Linked DNA regions of Mus musculus: region 2 is linked to region 1. The links are chromatin contacts, called in public Hi-C maps. All regions are on one chromosome and are shown on one strand. Each heading gives the region's core, a stretch centred on a gene start, on an enhancer-like site or on the middle of the called end of the contact. The rest is flanking DNA. Distances are from core to core; before and after follow the strand shown. Region 1 overlaps Patj (PATJ, crumbs cell polarity complex component). Region 2 has its middle 23 kb from the start of Usp1.

What was found. Hi-C and Micro-C count contacts between places; a contact is called where the count stands out from the background.
Region 2: a contact with region 1 is called in a Hi-C map of uterus, with 2.4 times the contacts expected there. The contact joins two enhancer-like sites. A contact is called at or near these places in 1 of 39 promoter capture datasets (stem cell-derived epiblast-like cells) and 3 of 484 Hi-C or Micro-C datasets (liver, nephron progenitors and uterus).

What each region holds. Positions count from the first base shown.
Region 1 is chr4:98,562,287-98,567,300 of GRCm38.p6, reverse strand. The region is part of intron 27 of Patj (PATJ, crumbs cell polarity complex component); the gene reads right to left. Among named protein-coding and RNA genes, the nearest start is that of Gm40210, 15 kb to the left of the region's middle. Within about 2 kb of position 2,325, at least 51 of the 459 cell types and tissues checked have an H3K27ac peak or open chromatin away from gene starts, as enhancers often do. A contact at or near this core is called in uterus, where this site is marked.
Region 2 is chr4:98,898,327-98,903,340 of GRCm38.p6, reverse strand. No RefSeq gene overlaps it. Among named protein-coding and RNA genes, the nearest start is that of Usp1, 23 kb to the left of the region's middle. Within about 2 kb of position 2,625, at least 9 of the 459 cell types and tissues checked have an H3K27ac peak or open chromatin away from gene starts, as enhancers often do. A contact at or near this core is called in uterus, where this site is marked.

The DNA of each region.
Region 1 (5,014 bases), core at 1,076-3,575:
ACTGGGCAATGACCTCAGGGCTCCACTTGTCTCTGACCCAGTGCTGGAGTTTCAGACCTAATTCTGGGCTGGAGCTCCCAACTCTGGTCCTCATGCCTCCACAACTTTACCTACTGAGCGCCCCCTCACACACCGCCATCCAGATGCCACATCACTTTCCAGGCTGGTATGACAATTTTGCCGCTGCTTGAGGCAGTATGTCATGTAGCCCATGCTGGCTTCATACTCAGTATGTGGCTGAAGATGATCCTGAACTTCTGACCCTCGGGTCCGATCTCCCAAATGACAGGGTGACTGGGGTGCAACACTTACGCCTGGCACAATCCTCACTTTTCCCTCCCCTGGCAGACAGATATTCAGCAAGAAATGAAGATTGTGCCCTTAGGAAACCTGTTATGTAATCGCCAATTTGTGGCTTAGATCTGAAATGTCCCCACAGCGTCTGCATGAGGACTTGGTTTTTTAATGGGGCTGAGCAAGGGTGTGGGACCTGACTGGATCAAAATGGTTCTCACTGAATCAGTGAAATACTCCATTATGGATTCATAGCTTAAGGGAATTGGAGGAAAGGGTTTTGTTATGAAAGCAAACCCTCTTTGCTTCCTGGCCACCATGGAACAATTTAATATGATTCAAGCTAAGAGCATATTCTGAAGACAGTTAAAAATCACCATGGCAGGAGCCTAAAGGATAAAGTTCAAAGTGATGCTAATAGAGAGGGATAGGTATGCATTTTTTAAGATTAAAGATAAAATAGTTGATAAAAGAGGATACTTTCTTACGTTATATCTATAGGTAGAAGAATATAACAAAGAGAGATGCTTCACTTACTAATTCTTTGGAATTAATAAATGAAAGTTTTACAAGTAAAGTACAAAAAGACATCTAACTCCAACATATAAACTCAAAAACCTCAGGTATATGAGGAAATGCTAAAAAATGCTTCAAAAAGTTCACAATAGCAAATTAAATGGAATATTTAGGGCAGGGGTTGTAGACCAGAAGTGGAGCCCATTATGTGAGACCTTGGGTTCTATCCCTCCTACATCCCCCAAATAAATGCTCTATTAAAATAGCAAATGAGACATTAAATAAATGAGGTTATCAAAAGAAAACACACTAACACCCAGCCAGGCATGAAAACTATCAATAGCCTCCACAGAGGTGAAAACACACACAGGGGTTGTAGTGCTGGTAGTCACGGCCACTCCAAACAACCCTCAGTCTTGCTATATGCAGCTGCCCAATGTGACATAGGTGCTGTCTCAGGGTTACCATTGCTGTGATGAAACACCATGACCAAAAGCAACCTGAGAACAAAGGGCTTATTTCATTCACAGTTCCATATAACAGCAAGGACAGGAACTTAAACAGGGCTAGAACCTGGAGGCAGCAATTGATGCAGAAGCCATGAAGGGGTGTTGCTTACTGGCTTGCTCAGCCTGCTCTCTTATAGAACCCACATGTGCATTCAAATTCCATATGCTTTATATGCTGGCTCTTTATGAAACATACAGAAATGTACAGTGAGGGAATCAACATAAAATCATGCTACTATGCTATTTTACAACAGCAGCAGCAGCAACAACAACAATAAACTCACCTGGTCGTTCTGAAAGATTCAAGATGAAATTGATCAAAGTGGATTCAACTGTTTAGCTGTGTAAGTCAGTCATGACAAAGACTCTCCTTTGGTAAACCTCTATGGTCTCCAACGGAGAGAACTAACTGTGTGATGCCCAGGCACTCTGAATGAACATTGAATGGACTCTTAGAGCTGAGGTGGTAAACAGAATTAAGTTTAAATGCCTGCTGAGTCACTGTGTCTCGAGTTTGTGGATCTTTTTTACATGCCAAACCTATCTGTCAAAGTAAGGTCTCCTTAAGAGCACATGTTCCCTAAAATAACCTCAAATACAGGTGTCCAGATAATGCACAGGGAAGGAAGAGAGAACCATGCTCTTGTTTTCAATGCTTAGTTAATGATGTCTGAAATGAATTTTGAATTGATGACAAAGCTGTTCTTTTCTTCTTAATTTCCTCTGCCATGAGGGAAACTGCCATTTGAAAGTAAGTAATGCTTTTCTCCTGATGACATTAAGAAGAAACAAAAACCAAAAAGTACTCAGTCTCCACTGGGATTCCCAAGGAAGAGGCCGACACCATCCTCTACCTTTCAGGTTGCTTCTCTTAGTTACTGCCAGCGAGGGTACCAAGCACAGCTCGAGGCGCAAGGGAGCACTGCTCAACCAGTGCTGCCTGTGGATGCAAAGCACAGAGGCAGCTTGAAAACTGGCGTTCAAGTCGCTCCAGCTAGGGATGGTGAAAAAGCTCTCAGGACTGCAGCGCCTGGGCAGTGTACCAGCAAACTTGAAGACAGGATAGCCAAACATCACCAAAAGTGGTCAAAAGTCTCTCGTGTTTTTCAAACATACGCATCCAAAGCCCTACTGTTAACCTAATGCACCTCAAAACCTGATTCTCATATTAATCAGGTAGGGTCTAAAATGTAGATTTGTTAATCTTACTTCGTGAGACTAGAAGGTTAATTTTCCCGGCCTGAGTTTTCAATTGCCACAGTTACACACTCACTGAGTCAATGAACAAATATGAATGGAATCCACTTCGCAGTAAAGTTGTAAAACCAAAGGAACTCATCCCATGAAATCTGTCACATATACACACATGACTAGTTATAACTCTGAGAAATAAAAGCTTCAAGAAAAAAAAAACCTAGGGGCGGAAACTATTTATTTATTTATTTATTTAGTGCCTCCTCCCCAGGAGTCAAGCTCAGAGCCTTACATATGTGATAATACCCAATACTGGAGCCACACCCTAGTCTCCACCACCTATTTAGTGAGTGAACAGGAAGATGAATAGTGTCCACAGCTGCAGTCAACTGAAGATAAGACTAGTTGGTACACAGTGCTGGAGCCCTGGGCCACTTCAATGACTCTGCATCAAGCTTGCTCCAGTGCTAACTTACTTAATGCTAACAGACGAACTAACAGATGTAACATCCAGTCACGCCCTGGACTTTTCACTTTTATAGACAGAGTGGAGCATCTTGCATCACTTGAGGGTTTACTGACAGTTTGTGGGGCGCCTGGCAAGTTGCAGAGGTGCTGGTGAATCTTCCACTCCACTTTCTTCTCCTCTGGAAAGAATGATCTATCATCTCCGTGTTCCAGACTTTAGAAAGAAGGCTCAAGTCTTAAGTCCCTTGCCAAGGGTGAGCAGCCGGTAGCTGATGAGGTTGTCGCCCAGCTCTAATTGAGTTCTTGTTCATTCAGCCCACTGCTGCCAGTGCTTTGGTGTGCTAAGCTCAGGCTACACCGACTGAAAGGCACACGCACAGGCTGCCCTATGGCTCTTCAACTGCTCTGCAACCATCCCAACACCACTCCCAAAGGACAGAAAGCCTATTTCAGATCTAAAGTCACAGTGTTGTTCCAAAGAATGCCTCTTTCACTTAAAAGTGGCACCATTCCATCTTTAGATTTATATTCAAAATGTATTACTGTTAGGGATGTGGTGGTGGTGGTGGGGGTGAAGTTCAGTGGCAGAGTGTGCTTCGCACGTCCTAGGCCCTGGCATCTCTCCAGAATAAAGCTTATACTTAGCAACAGCAGCATGGCCAAATGCCAGCTCAGGACACTCGACTAACATTTCAGCCCCTGCATTTGTTATCCTACAACTTATTTTTAGATTCACAGCTTGAAGAGGATAAAAGAAGACGATTCTACTTCTTTGATATACTAATTTCTGTATTTTCCCCATCCCTGGGAAAGATGAAACAAACCGTGTAACTGAATTCTGTTTTACAGAGAAAGAAGACTTTAGAGGAAAGGCCTTATAAAAGGCCATGAAGTTGGCATATCCAAAACTTAAAATAAATTGCTCTCTACTAGCTCATCTTACATTCCCCTAATGCTGTTTTTAAGAGAGACTTTAGGTCTGTCCCTCAGTCTGAGGTGCTATGTTTAGAAATCCTACCTCCTCACAATAGCTCCTCACATGAAGGCGACCTCACCACTCGCTCTGCCCCTGAGTCCTTCCCACACGGATGGTATGATTGACAGGCAGCTGAGACAATTCAGCCAGAGCTCGGTTGGGTCTCCTGCACCCATGGGGTCCAGTCTGTTCTGCTTGCCCTTAGATGATGGGGGATCAGTGGCAGTTCCGAAGCTCCCTCCACACTTTTCTTATTCATTCTAGCTTTCTCTTTGAGATAGGTCCTGCTGTGTGACACAGGCAGGCCTTAAGCTCAGGACCCTTACGTCCTCTTTAAGGAGCTGCAGCAGCGCTCACCCAGCCTGTCCACCTGGGGACTGGTCAGTGTAGTCACTGCCAGCGCTCAGCACGCAACACCCCAAACACAGCAGTTGGCCCAAGAGAAGTGCACTAGGAGCTGCTGATAAAACTGCAGAAGAGAGTCCTGCTACTCAGCCCCTCAGGCAGGTCACTGGACCCAGAACTCCTCTTTCTTGATTGAAGCCAAGGATGGTTCCTCTCTGACTTACTCCCTCTCTCTATTACGTGAGGGAAAGAACTAGGGAGGCAAGAACCAGAGGACAGGGCATGTAGAATTCCACCTAGTGTGGCACCATCAGACCATCTTCTCCAATCATCTTTCTGTTTGCCTGTCTTTAAAGACAGTTTTCTGATATTTTGGATCTTCATTTCTAAAGGATCCAGTGTCATGTGAAATTTTAGATCAATAAATATTGTGACTGGGACCAGAGAAATGGGTTAGAAGGCAAAAAATGCTTGTTTCCAAGTTTGGCAACTGAGTTCAGTTCCCAGGATACACATCATAGTAACAGAGAACCAACTAACTCAAGCAATCCTCTGACCGCCATGTGTACCCCATTGCACATGAACAATAAATAAACTACGAAAAGTTTTTAAAAATGTTCTCTGTTAGTTTGACTTTTTGTCACAGTCGTCTTTGCTATGAACCTTTTGATGGGCAATACAAAGATACAACTCTTCCCCCATACTACATATT
Region 2 (5,014 bases), core at 1,376-3,875, 340 kb before region 1:
CCCCATGTGCTTACATCCCGATTTGTGTAAGGAAGTGTGGCAGATGGAAGAAACTCTTTCTCCCTCCATTACAGTGAAAACCATTGTTAAAAAGTGATAGGTTCTCTCCTGTACACGGGATGTGTTCTTCTAGCTGGGCTGCCTTGTTTGCTTCAGTAAGAGAGAAAGTGCATAGCTTCGCAGAGACTTGAAATGCCAGGGTTGGGGGATACCCAAGGAACCCCCAACCCACTTCTCTGATCAGAGGAGAAGGGGAGGAGGGATTGAAAATGGATAGTGGGAGGGGGTGACCCGGAGGGGGTTAGTCAGCAGTAAAGTGAATAAATTTAAATTTTTAAATTAAATTATTTAAATGATGGGTTCTTAGTGTCCTATTGTAAGCATTCCTTCTAATGCTTATTCTCCCATGATGAGAGAAGACTCTAGGCTGAGGGCCTCTTGGCTTCTGAACTGGGAGCATTGGAATCTCCCTTGACTGCTCTGGCTGTCTAGAGCAAAAGGCCTGCCGGTCAAGCAACCAACACTGTCCACGGTGAACACACCACGGAGGCCTTGAAGAAGCCACACAAGGATCCCAGCTGCTGAGGGTACTGCGCCAATCAGCAAGCTGGCAAGAACAACAGCAGCAGTGCCTTCCAGTGTTAAGGCTGTCATGCATGCGGCTCGTACCAGGGCCTCTGGTTCCTCAAATGTTCCAGCTCTTATCTAGATCCAACGCAGCCAGAGCCTTAGACCTAAGTGTGTTACAGCTCTCGCATAGATGGTGTGCTTCGATGGCCTTTGTGAACTCTAGGTGACATTGCAACCATTGTCACACGGGACAAAAGAGAAAAACTTTCCCTGGAGGGCTAGCAGACAAGCTTCTGTGATGAGTATGAGGAGGCCTGGCTATAATTGGTGCAAAACCAAACCTCGGTTTGCCTGTTAGGTATGCTGTGATTGTCCAAATGGCTCCCCTGCCTGGGCAGCATGGGAGAACTGACCCTGTTAGCATGGCTTTGGGAGGGCTGGCCCCAGCCCTTCACCTGGGCAGTGTGGTAGAGTTGGCCCTGGTAATGTGGGTGTGGAATTGAGTATGGGACAGTCAGCCTGAGGGCATGAGAGCAGGAGGGATGGCTCTGTCCCTTGCCAGTTGTGGCTGTGGCACTTGGGTGAACAGGATCTGCCTGTCCCTTGCTGAGGGAGTGCTGGAGTCCTGGCTCTGGTGGTGTGGGTGTGGGAGAGCTGGCCCCTCCCCTCAACTGGGCAAAGCTGAAGAGCTGTCCCTGGCACCACAGTGGCAGGCACAGGAGAGCTGGTAGGCTGAGCAACTTAGCTACCATGCAGGGCCAGATCCAGGGCTTTGAGCTGGCCCATCCCAACATTTACCCCATCTGTGGACCTCTAGAGTGTGTAGAGGTACCAGTCCTACAGAACCAACACTGCAGTATCTTCATGACACAAGGCAACAACAGGACATCCAAGAGGAGACTCCATGATTGTCCAGTACTGATAGTGTAGCTGAAACCAGAGGCCTCCAACCAGACCAATGAGCATTTGCAAGTAAATCTATTTGAGCAAAAGGGTATACTGTGTGACACACCATGACACACCTCAGCTTCCACAGTGAGATTATTTTGTTTTTGTTTTACTTCTCTTAACTTTTTCTTTTCTTTTGGGAGGGAAGTTACAAGGGTGAAAGGCAGATAAGAAGGGTTGGGGAGTGAAGTTGGAGTGCATGATGGGAAATTTACAAAGAATCAATAAAAAGTTGTTTGTTTGTTTGTTAGTTTGTTTTAAAGAGTTACTGTGGACATGACATCAATAGAAACCCTAAGACAGGGCCCAACAGAGACCAAACTGAGCACTTTACAAGATCTTTGTTAAAAGAAATTTTGGCCTACATACTATTTCTGTTTGGATAGAGCGGAGGGTCCCAGCCACCTTATTACTAATGGAGCCACTCTTATTGCATTCCCCTCTAACTTTAAATGTCATTTCTTAAGCCTTTCTCACTTACAAATCGACCTGGCAGATCTATAAGCAGAGGACACAGAAGGCTGTTCTTCATGGAAGTCACCAGGAGTGATGCAAAGGACCTTGGGGTTTGGTCAACAGCATTGGTGTTCTTTCTAGCTTTGCATCTTTTAAACAAAATAACTCCATGTCAGGGAACCATAAACTGTTGAAATAAGCCAGGCTTCACACAAAGTACTAAAATCTTCTGGGTGGTGTTTTATTTCTGGTCAGCATTTTAACAATTGCAAGAGAGAGACCATAAAGTGTTGAGAAATAATACATCTGCATAGTCAAAATGCTCTCATAGAGGTAAAGCAGACCCAGGCCATAATAAAAAATCATAGCCTTGGTTCAGATTTGACACTTTAGTATTTTAGTCTTCTATGTGAGTTTGAGATCACTGGACAGGAAGGAGCACAGAGCACTGTCTCTAAGCACTCCTCCCTCCTAGAGAGTGATTACGATCTTTCATGGGTCATTTTAAACAAACATACCGAAACGTTTAGGCATCACAAACTTAGCTCCAGTTTGCTTGCAAAACTAGGATACCACAGAAGGGAGAAAATATGATAAAGCAAAAGGAGTTTCAGACATTTTCAAAGCTTATTCATAACGGGTGGATGTCTATGCACTGTGGTAACCGTGTGCATTCCTGGTTGAGTAACCACACCCCACGGGTGGCTCCATACTCATGAAATGTCGGGGCAGCATGAATTGCATTCAGTAGGTTATTCTTTTAAAAAAGACACAGAGCATCTGCAAGGAGTTAGGGGAGAAGTGGGTGTGTGTGATTAAAATACATTGCATATATGTTTTAAATTCTCAAATAATCAATAAAACTATCATATTTTTAAATATCCTAAATTCTCCTAAGCCAAGGCCAAAGCCTTTCCTTGTCCTGTACCTTTGCAGGGATGGCTTTGTTCAGTCATTCTTGATATCTAGCAAGATAACGTCTACATCACAAAGCAGGCATCACAGAAGTCTTTGGGTCCTGTCTTCCCAGCATTTGCCTAGTCTTCACTTGACTTTCCCCATCTCAGTATTCCCACTCTGATCCTTCCTCTCCACTGCCACAGGAGTCGTCTTTCCAAACGCACATTTGTACCCTGTCCTGTCCCCCCCCCTCTGTATGGCCACGGGCTCAAGTCCCAGGCTTAGTCCCATGTACTCGGTCCAGTGAACTACACTCCCCCTGTCTTCGTTTCTTTGTCTGTGGCTATTACAAAATATGGACTAAAGCAAAGTGAAGGAGAAAAGGTATTTTTTTTAGCTCATGGTGCAAGTACATCCTGCATGGCAGGGGAGTCAAGGAAGCGGGAGCTTGAAGCAGTTGGTCACATTGCATCCGTATTTGGGAAACAGAGAGGGACAATTTAAGCTGACCTTTGGTTTATTTTCTCCTTTTTATATACAACTCAGCTGGGCGTGGTGGCACACACCTTTAATCCCAGCACTTGGGAGGCAGAGGCAGGTGGATTTCTGAGTTCAAGGCCAGCCTGGTCTACAGAGTGAGTTCCAGGACAGCCAGGGCTACACAGAGAAACCCTGTCTCAGTAAAACCAAATTAATTAATTAATTAATTAATTAATTAATTAATACAGCTCAGAGAATGTTTCCACCCAGAGTGGTCTTCCAAGAAAATCTCCATAGGCACGCCCAGAAACCATTCTCCCAGGTGAGTTTATATTCTCTCAGGTTGGCGTCAATAAAAATTATATCTCTCTTCCAGGGCTACTCTTCAAACAGACCAAATTATTTGGGTTATGCTAATTTCTCAAATCCTCAGGGTCTCTCTGTATAGACGCCTTTGCTCAGAATTGTTTCTTGGCTTCTTTTCTTCCAGTTCTCTCTCCTCAGTTACCCTTGAAGACTCTGTCTCCATTTAAATAGCCAGTTCAATCTCCTTGTGAGCCTTTCTTGTCTATCCTTCCTTTGACTACATTTTCAGCTTTGGTGGGCCACTGCTTTCTGGACTCACTGTTGCAAATCTGGAGGTCGTCAGATTAATAATAATAATAATAAAAAAGCTATTCTCTGAAGAAAATAATATTCCAGCAAAAGAAGGCCTCACTGAGAATGGGGTCCATTACAGCATCTTTACATGGTCATTTCTCACTGTACTCAGCTCTAGCAGAGAGCTGTTGAGTTCTTTGTGTATAAATATCAAGGTCTCTTCTCTGTTGTTACTGTTGCTGATGTGTGTTCATAAATTTTCATTGTTTACATTCATTATAAATGGAACTATGTCACATATGGAGAGTTTCATCTAAATATGCTTTGTATGTTGGGCTTATTCCTCTCCCCCACGCACTCCCCGATCTTTTGTTCCATTTTGCCCAGTCATAGGTGATTTCATGTATCTATACAAAAATCTAAGAAGGAGTATCTCCAGTTGCATCAATTATTCTGCAAACAACATGATTTCATTTCTCTTTGTAGCTAAAAAAAATCTATTATGCGTATATACCTACTACCCACTCCCCTATTATAGAACTGCTAGATTGGTTCCATAAATTATCTATTATGAATTGCTCCTCAATAAACATTGATATGGAATTGTCTCTGTGATATGTTGGTCTGAAGTCCTTTGGGTAAACAAAGGAGTGGTATAGCTGGTTCATATGGTAGAGCTGATTTTAGCTTTTGAGAATCCTCCATACTGATTTCCGTAGTGCCTAGAAGAATTTATATTCCCCCTAGTGTCATCTATGACTTCGCTTTTGTCCACATCCTTGCCAGCATTTGGTCTTATTTTCTTAATGTCTGCTGTTTATATTTCTTGGTTGCTAGTGGAGTTGACTGTGTTTTCATGTGTGTATTGGCTGTTTCTGATCCATTATTTGAGAACCCTCTATTATATTAGCCCATTTATTTTGATTTTTGTTTAGTTTTCTGAGTTCTTTGTATACTCAAGATGTTAATCCCCTCTCAGTAGAAATGATTTCGTCCCATTCTGTGGGCTGCATCTTTACTTGATTTTGTTCACTATACAGAGGCTTCCCCACCCCCACCC